Regions from separate parts of the Macaca fascicularis genome. Here region 2 is linked to region 1. Evidence: chromatin contacts called from public Hi-C data. All regions are on one chromosome and are shown on one strand. The core of a region is the stretch at or near the end of the contact, and the rest is flanking DNA. Distances in the headings are between cores, read along the strand shown. Region 1 holds the start of IFNAR1 (interferon alpha and beta receptor subunit 1). Region 2 has its middle 29 kb from the start of IFNAR2.

Region 1 (3,897 bases), core at 509-3,008:
CTGCAACACCCTCTTCCAAATGAATGGCTGTTACTAGCACAATGCTTCAGCCAAATCCCCAAGGAAAGATAAAAAGACTCAGCCATCTGCGAAGGACTACCCCCACAGATCATTCGTGAGTCAATTCTTTGCTGGTTTCCCATAAACAAGGGGATGCCAACTGTAACTTCAAGTCTACAACCTAAGTCTAGTTCCTAAAACTAAAGTCTAAAGTATAAACAGACTGGGTGCGGTGGCTCACGCCTGTAATCCCAGCACTTTGGGAGGCTGAAGTGGATCGTTTGAGGTCAGGAGTTCGAAACCAGCCTGGCCAACATGGCAAAACCCCATCTCTACTAAAAATACAAAAAATAGCCAGATGTGGTGGTGTACACCTGTAATTCCAGCTACTCAAGAGGCTGAGGCAGGAGAATCACCTGAACCCAGGAGGCAGAGGTTGCAGTGAGCTGAGATCACACCTCTGCACACCAGCCTGGGCAACAGGCTGTCTTCTCAAAACAAAACAAAAAAAAGTATAAATAAAAACGTCTTCCCATATTTTGGACAGTTTTCTTAGTCCTGGGTCCTAGAATTGCATTTACTAGTTTAAAAAGTGTGAATATTTTTATGACTTCTGAAAGACTGAGCAATATTACTATCTCACTGAGAAAACATTTCATTGAGTTTTGAACATGATTATCTCTTTGGGGAAAAAGTAGGTAGTTATGTAAACCAAAAATAAAATTCTAAGCCCCCCAACCATCTGAACGGACCCCTCCTCTCAACAAATGGCATTCCAAAGTTAACCTGAAAAACTAATTCAGGCCTTCCACACTGACAGTGTCAATTACAAGCTTATCTTCTCAGGTGCAAAACAAAGTCAAGACTCCGCCTACTCAGAGGCATCTGCATAACGGACTCCCTTTACTCTCTTTTTCTCTTCAACACACTCATGGTATCTTAAAATACAGATTTCTTGGGCACTAACTGAAGTGTCACAGAACTATCTGCCTCACTGCCTCACTGCCCCACCTCCTGAAAACCTCTGGAAAACCAGTCACAGATGTGTCTGTGGCTCATGTTTTTCTCGGATGCGCCCTGAAGCAGGATTAGTAAACCTCGAGGACTGAGAATTATGCCTCAGTCACTCCGACTGTCATTTCTTATTGGCCTGTATGAATCCTGAGGGCAGAGAAATCCTGGTCACGCTTAGCTCACTCCCCCGTGGGACTGGCCGCCTAGTTTTTACCAGATTGAGGAAATGCATTTCGGGAAATGTTTTGTTTATTATCAAACAGGCCAGCTGAGCCGCAGTACTTTCCCGGAAAGAAGCAATCTCGACACAAGGCTCTGGCACTGCCACTTCACGGGGATGGGGACCCGGGCGCGCCCAAGGACCGGTACACGCGTCACAGGCAAGCGGCGACAGAGGACCCAGAACACCACTTTCTCCTGATTGATTTTCGAGCCCAAGTCGGGTTTAATCTTTGCCGCGGCAAAGAGGATCGAGGGTTGGGGGTCTGTCGCCCCCAACACCATCGCCGCCCCGGTAGCCCAGCTGCTCGCCCTACCTCCGGCCCTGCGCCGAGATTCTCCTCCCGGCCTCTCACCTGCGGCTGCGGACAACACCCATGGCGCCAAGGTGACCAGCACTAGGGTCGTCGCGCCCAGGAGGGTGACCATCATATGGGAGCCGCCGCAGGTCCCACCACTCACATCTCCGCGAACGCAACACTCCTCTTAGCTTACATTGCCCCCTCCTAAGCCACACCGCTCCTCTGCGCACGCGCTGCCCCTCCTAGCTCTCATCGCCCCTCTGCGCACGCGCCTTTCCCCATGGCTCGCACCGCCTCTCCGCGCACGCGCCATTCCTCCGCGCACGCGCCTTTCCTCCTAGCTAGCACCTCCTCTGCAAGCTCCCATTGCCCCCTCTAGTTGCGCCACGCCTGTGCACGAGCGCCTTAGAAATGGTAGGCCTCCTGCCTTGTCTTCTTCCAAACTCTTTCCGGCCAGGGGCCGATCTGGCGCAGTTCACCATCGCATTCCAGGAAGACCCCGTCTCACGGGAGGCCTTGACCTTCACAGGATCGCGGCACACACGTGCGCAGACCCAGCGACTTTGGAGTTCCTGCGTGTCTTCCCCATGTCTGCAGTCGGAGGGCGTGGGTGGGGTCCGGGTCGTGGCCGTGCGCTCTTCGTCCTTGCCCTTCTCCGCCCGGAGCGCTTGCTGACCCTAGAGCCTTGGGTAGTGGCGTTGGGAGTCCCCAGCGGCCTGGGAACCAGATGAGGCTGGAAGGAGGAAGTGGCTGAGCGACCAGACTGTTCCTGTGTGCAGAGCCAGAGCGGGGCAGAGGCACTCGTTTTCGGGGCGACTTGGCTGAGGGGCGAGATGGTCCCTTGGAGAGAACCGCCACGGGCCCTGGGCCGAGGGGCTCCAGAACAGCGGTCGCTAGGCTTTGGTCGTCGAGCTTTATCCGTAAACAATTCGAGCCCACCGTTCGAATGATTATTTAATTAAATTACTCAGTAATAGATCAAGTGCATTGTGAAAATATGCAAAATAAAATTTAAATGATGAGATAATCAAATAATTGGTTATTATAACAACCAAGCAATTAATTAGCGGTTACATAATTAAATGAATGTTTGTAAAGAACAATACAATGGAATTTTTTTTTTTTTTTTTTTTTTGCTTTTTTTTTTTTTTTGAGTCGGAGTCTTGCTGTCTCGCCCGGGCTGGAGTGCAGTGACGCGATCTCGGCTCACAGCAACCTCTGCCTTCCGGGTTCAAGCGATTCTCCTGCCTCAGCCTCCGGAGTAGCTGAGATTACAGCGGTGCGCTATTACGCTTGGCTAGTTTTTGTATTTAGTAGAGATGGGGTTTCCGCTGTGTTACCCAGGCTGGTCTGGAACTCCTGACCTCAAGTGATCCGTCCGCCTCCGCCTCCCAAAGTGCTGGGATTGCAGGCTTGAGCCACCACGCCCAGGGGAAATATGCCTGTTTTAAAGAGGTATAATTTACGTATCATTAAAGTAACCCAGTTTAAATGAATAATGATTTTTAGGCAATCTATCCAGTTGTAGGTATCGTTTTAAAAACCTTGAATTATTACTTTATGATTCATCGATTTGGGGGTTTGATTCTGAGTGTGTCAGTACTTCGTTTTAACAACATCAAAGGTGGAAAAGCACCCCATGAAGACAGGCCAAATGGAAGAGGAAAAATTCCTGGTTGCGATTACAAAATCATTTTAAAAGCCTTTCAAACGACTCTGTCTGTTTAAATTAAAATGTCCATTTCCTGCTGCCCAAAAGTTCTGGCAAACTAGTTGGAATAGGATGCATTTTTATATTTAGAACAATGAGCTCAAAATGACTGAAACGTTTCATTAGATTTTTAAACACATTGGCAATTTCCTCCCCTCCTTTTCTTCCTGCTTTCCTTTCCTAAAATTTTCGTAGTCTTCCCTATCTTAATACAACCTGTTATGAACATTGAATTGTATTTTAATAAAATTGGATTGTGCTTTAATAAAATTTGCCACAGCTGTGACACCCTGTGGTAAGCACTTTGTGTACTTTAGTTTCAGCTTGTTATAATAACTTAAGGATAAGACATGAATTAATTTCCCCTGTAGTGCTAGCTCTATAACCTTAACCCAGAACCTCCTTTCTCTCCTTAATTCTAGTTAAAACGGTCCATTAGAGTTTTTCCATACAGCATGTTCTTTTTTACTTTTTTTTTTGGCGGGGAGGGGAGAGGGAGTCTTGCACTGTTGCCCAGGCTGAAGTGTAATGGCATGATCTCGGCTCCCTGCAACCTCTGCCTCCCCAGTTCAAGCGATTCTTCTGCCTTAGCCTCCCAAGCAGCTGGGACTACAGGTGTGCGCCACAGCGCCTGGCTAATTTTTGTATTTT
Region 2 (4,507 bases), core at 1,617-4,116, 130 kb after region 1:
TTAAAAGCGAAATGATGCCCTGAAAACAATGACTCATGTTTCGACCGCACAGAACAGTGATTAGATTCTTCTTTTACAGAATCTATATAGAATAAAGAATGTAGAATCTTGGTAGAGTTCTTTGTAGAATCCTTCACCTATAATCAGGGTTGATATTGACAATATTTAGCAACTGTTGTGGCTCTCTACTGTGTGGACCATTAACCCTGTGGATGCTGGACTGTGAGGCTGGGCTGGGGATGGTCCTGGGGTGGGACTGAGTGGACAGGGTAGTGTGGGGAAGACTGAGGTGAGGGCATTCAGGGAAGTGACTGTGTACCAACCAGTGCAGAAGGATCAACCAGGATGGAAGATACAGCCACACAGCTGAATATCCGTGTGTCATTATAAAAAAATAGTTTCCTAGTATCTTTTTATAAAATATCTTCAACTTAGTCTATTGCTCCTAGAAAGAGCCCAGAAGAAAATATGCTCTTATAAGCAAAAAATGTCTTCCTGGTATGGTTCACGGCTCTCGGAGACATATTCCTTGTCAGTTGGATTCATGCTATTATCCTCACTCTCCTCCTGGCAGTCAAGTTGTGTTGCTGAAACTATAAACACCGCAAGTCTGGAGACAAAATTTGGTGAATTGCAGTTAGAATGTTGAATTTTCCATCACTTTCTGCCTTGTGGTTATTGCTGTGAAACCAAACCTATCTATCACGCAGCAAGCCCTAACCATAGCAGCCTCTATGTTTCTACCCTAGTTTTTGGTTCTCTATTGTCCTACTCTCTTGCAGACTAGAAATTGTAAGAGGAGGCATGGTTAATTGAGGGTGGGATAGAAAGAAGGAAAAGAGGAGGCTAGCAGGGTAGAAACACAGATGATATTGACACATTGAGAATAGATTGTTAATCTACCATCGTCATTACTGGGACTTGAGAAGGGCCTTACTGGGATCCAGCCAGGATTAGCTCAGCCACTGCTGCTGTTGTTAAGGCTTGCTACATGATACTCTTTCGGGAACACATGTCATGGGGACAGTTCTGCACCTCTGCTCCCTTTTATGGTGGTGTGACAAGGCCGGCTCTGTTCCCTTTTTCCTTGTTAGTCTTAGATTTTGAGACACCATGAAACTGACAGTACCAGCTCTGATTATGTGCAAAAACTGGATTCCAACTGCCAAGCATTTCTTTTTCAACTTCTGATTAGCTGCAACTTAGTGATCATTCAACTTTGAATAAAACAATTTCACCTGAATATAAAAATATGTTTAAAATTAAGAAATTGCTTGCTTACACAATATATTATTCTTTCTTTTTCTGGCATCTTCCTTGCGGTTTAGACATCATATCGTAACTTCTCCTTCCCCAAAGGGTCAATCCAACTCTAGTGTCTTGTTCCGCATCGGTCTTTTGTTCCTTCCACCCATAATCTAAAGGTCCCAAGGCACTTCCCCTATCACCCCTCAGCCAAGCTTCGTCCTTGGGCTCTGCCCTAGAGTAACTCAGCTGACATCTCAAATATATCTGATCATGCTAGCTTGTATAATTCCTGTTTTCTGCACGCAGACTATGTGTTTTTTCTAACACACCAGCAAATATTTAGTAGCTTTAAATTTATGTGCCAGTATTTTGCAAAGTGCAGTGGGGGGTACAAAGAATTGAAAACCTGATCTCACCAACCGGAGTTGTCTACACATATGTAGGTATGGGAAAGAGTTAAATATACAGGGTACCACCGGTATCTGGAGTACCTCCAGCACTGGGCGCTACTTCCCACTTCTCTCCTCTGTAATGCACAGAAAACATTATGTTTCCAAATATGATGCATTCCCATGGGCTAACAGTTGCTCCGCCCCTTTCCCAACCAATAAAGCCTATGGAATTTAGGGACTGTTGGGATGTGATCAAAGGCACAACCTTAAATATCTACTGTTTGTAAGAAGGATCCTTATTTAGACACTTAGGAACAAATTAACTTATCCCCCTTACCCTGCCTGGCATCCATCAGTGGGTTAGGGAGGTATGGCTGAGGATGGCTGGCAAAGATAGGGCCATTTTCTGCATCCAGATCACACTGCAGAGAAATAAACTGAGTTCCGCAGTGGCCTTTGCCTCCGCGCTGCTGGATTGCAGTTGGTAGAGCCACGCTGTGCTGAGTGATAAGCTCTTGAAAAGGAGCAGTTGCGTCATGTCCTCAGAGGAGGACTGTGTGGACTGTTTGTGTCTGCATATTCAAGCTTCTTGCCAGATCTGCTGTTTGTGGGCCTCTCTCATTCTCAATTTTCTTGTGTTGAAAAATGAAGATATGAATTCCTCTCTCACAAGGGTTGTTGTGGAAATTCAGTAAAAGTACTTTTGGGAGAGCCTTTAGCACGGTGCTGGCATTAAGTGGTTGGTTGCTTAATAAATATTTGCTGGGTGAAAAAAATCTGATATTTACTTAAGAGTTCACTATGTAATTTGTCTTAATAAAAGTATATCCAAGTAGATATCGTGCTAAAATAAGAACAGGTGGAAACTGTCTTAAGTGAAGTTGCCTGGAGAAGAGGTGTGTCCCTTACCATTGTTTTGTAGACTTTAGTTCATCTAGCATATCCCTTGCTTCCTTTCCTTCTTTATAGGGTTCCACAAGGAGCTTTGCTGTGGGTGAACTGTTAGCTGGAGCTGTGATAATTAGGCCAAGGTCATGCATCTGTCCCCTGTGGGCCAGTTAGCTCAGCTTGGCTCCATGTCCATACACATTGATCTTAACCCAGCGGCAGACTCACAAGTGTGTAACCGCATCCCAGAGGACTGCGGGGGAAGGGTTTGTATGGATCAGGGCAAATCGCTCCTGCAGGAGAAGCACCTTCACGGTCAGCTCTCTTGTGGTTATTATGACCTGAAGGTGGCGCTGTTTCTCAAGGAAAACAAGCGTAGGGTCGCTGACAGTCTATTTTAAAGTGAGTGGGAAATGACAGAATGTCAGTTGGAGAGAATCTGCGAGGTAATCTTTGGATCAATTTCCTCACTTTCCAGCCAAGGAAACAGATCCAGAGGGATACAACTCTTGTCAGAAGTCACACCACAGATTCATGACAGAGGCATGGCTAGACACGGGACTCCCAGATGATAAACTTTTACAGTTTTCACTGCACTAAGGGTTTCCTGATCCTAAATGGTATCAAGCAATTAATAATCTTTAAAAGAAAACTGAATGAATTATCGATGCCTAACCTGGTGATATTGTCAATGAACTAAGTTATTGAATTTCAAATGTCTGTTATTTCTAATCACACATCAGATTCAAGTTGTTTTGGCTTTTATTACAAAAAGCATCTTTACATAGATCTGCAATTTCATGGATAATTTATTTTCCTTTTCCATATATCTGAAAGAAGAAACATAATTGGTATGAATGGCATTTAATTCCATACTAACTTCTTTTGAACTGTAGGCAGGCGTTACTTGTTTAAGTGATTACAACTGAGACAAAATGTGGGTTTTTAACAGCTGCTCAGATTGCGGGCTGATAATGACAGTAACTCTGTGGTAGCTATTTGTAACCCCTTTTCTGGTTCATGAAAGTGAAACATGGCCGGGCGCGGTGGCTCAAGCCTGTAATCCCAGCACTTTGGGAGGCCGAGATGGGCGGATCACGAGGTCAGGAGATCGAGACCATCCTGGCTAACACGGTGAAACCCCATCTCTACTAAGAAATACAAAAAATAGCCGGGCGAGGTGGCAGCGCCTGTAGTCCCAGCTACTCGGGAGGCTGAGGCCGGAGAATGGCGTGAACCCGGGAGGCGGAGCTTGCAGTGAGCTGAGATCCGGCCACTGCACTCCAGCCTGGGCGACAGAGCGAGACTCCGTCTCAAAAAAAAAAAAAAAAAAAAAGAAAGTGAAACATATCGGATAGTGGGCATGGCAAGTACCTCTCCGCAGGTGTGTACAGAATCAGAATTCAACTTTTAGAAGTTTTCTGCTCTGAAAGCAAATTTTTTTTTTTAAGTAAGCTTTTACTTATTTTAGGAGGTATGGTGAGTACTTGGGACTGTGAGACAGAGTTTCCTACTTTTCTCATGGTGAGAGTTGTCAAGATGTGAGGTTTGGAGTCTGTGTTGTAGAATTCAAGGTCATCAAAAAAGGCAGGTCTTGTGGCTCTGCTCGAGGCATGAGTTAAAGCTTTTCTTGTCATCCTGATCAAATACAGTTGTAGGCATTGTCTCAGGGAGATTAGCACCCTTTCTCCAATTCGTCTCGGAGAGGTGGTTTTTATTATTCTTGTATTTGGTTTTTATCCCCTTTCTTTCAGAGCTAAGGGAGACTCATCAGAATGAATGGTTTCTGAAATAGGAATCTATTCAAGATTTAGGAATATAGAATTTCTATTTTTTAAAACATTACATTTTGTTACACTGTCCAGTGATATAATAGAACCACAGACATTTCTGGTTGCGTCCTGCTCTTTATTTTTACCTGGATCCAAGCTCTCTTCAATGATTCTCTGTCTCGATCTCTCTCTCTCTTTCTCTGCTCA

What was found. Hi-C and Micro-C count contacts between places; a contact is called where the count stands out from the background.
Region 2: a contact with region 1 is called in a Hi-C map of liver, with 2.1 times the contacts expected there. The contact joins the enhancer-like site here to the promoter of IFNAR1 in region 1. A contact is called at or near these places in 2 of 2 Hi-C or Micro-C datasets (liver and skeletal muscle).

The regions. Positions count from the first base shown.
Region 1 is chr3:13,594,751-13,598,647 of T2T-MFA8v1.1, forward strand. IFNAR1 (interferon alpha and beta receptor subunit 1) reads right to left here and starts at 1,759. Exons shown (of 10, transcript XR_012432049.1): 1 at 1,590-1,759. It overlaps LOC141409806 (a long non-coding RNA gene), which reads left to right and starts at 2,769. Exons shown (of 2, transcript XR_012432050.1): 1 at 2,769-2,990.
Region 2 is chr3:13,725,150-13,729,656 of T2T-MFA8v1.1, forward strand. No RefSeq gene overlaps it. Among named protein-coding and RNA genes, the nearest start is that of IFNAR2, 29 kb to the left of the region's middle. Within about 2 kb of position 2,867, at least 3 of the 6 cell types and tissues checked have an H3K27ac peak or open chromatin away from gene starts, as enhancers often do. A contact at or near this core is called in liver, where this site is marked.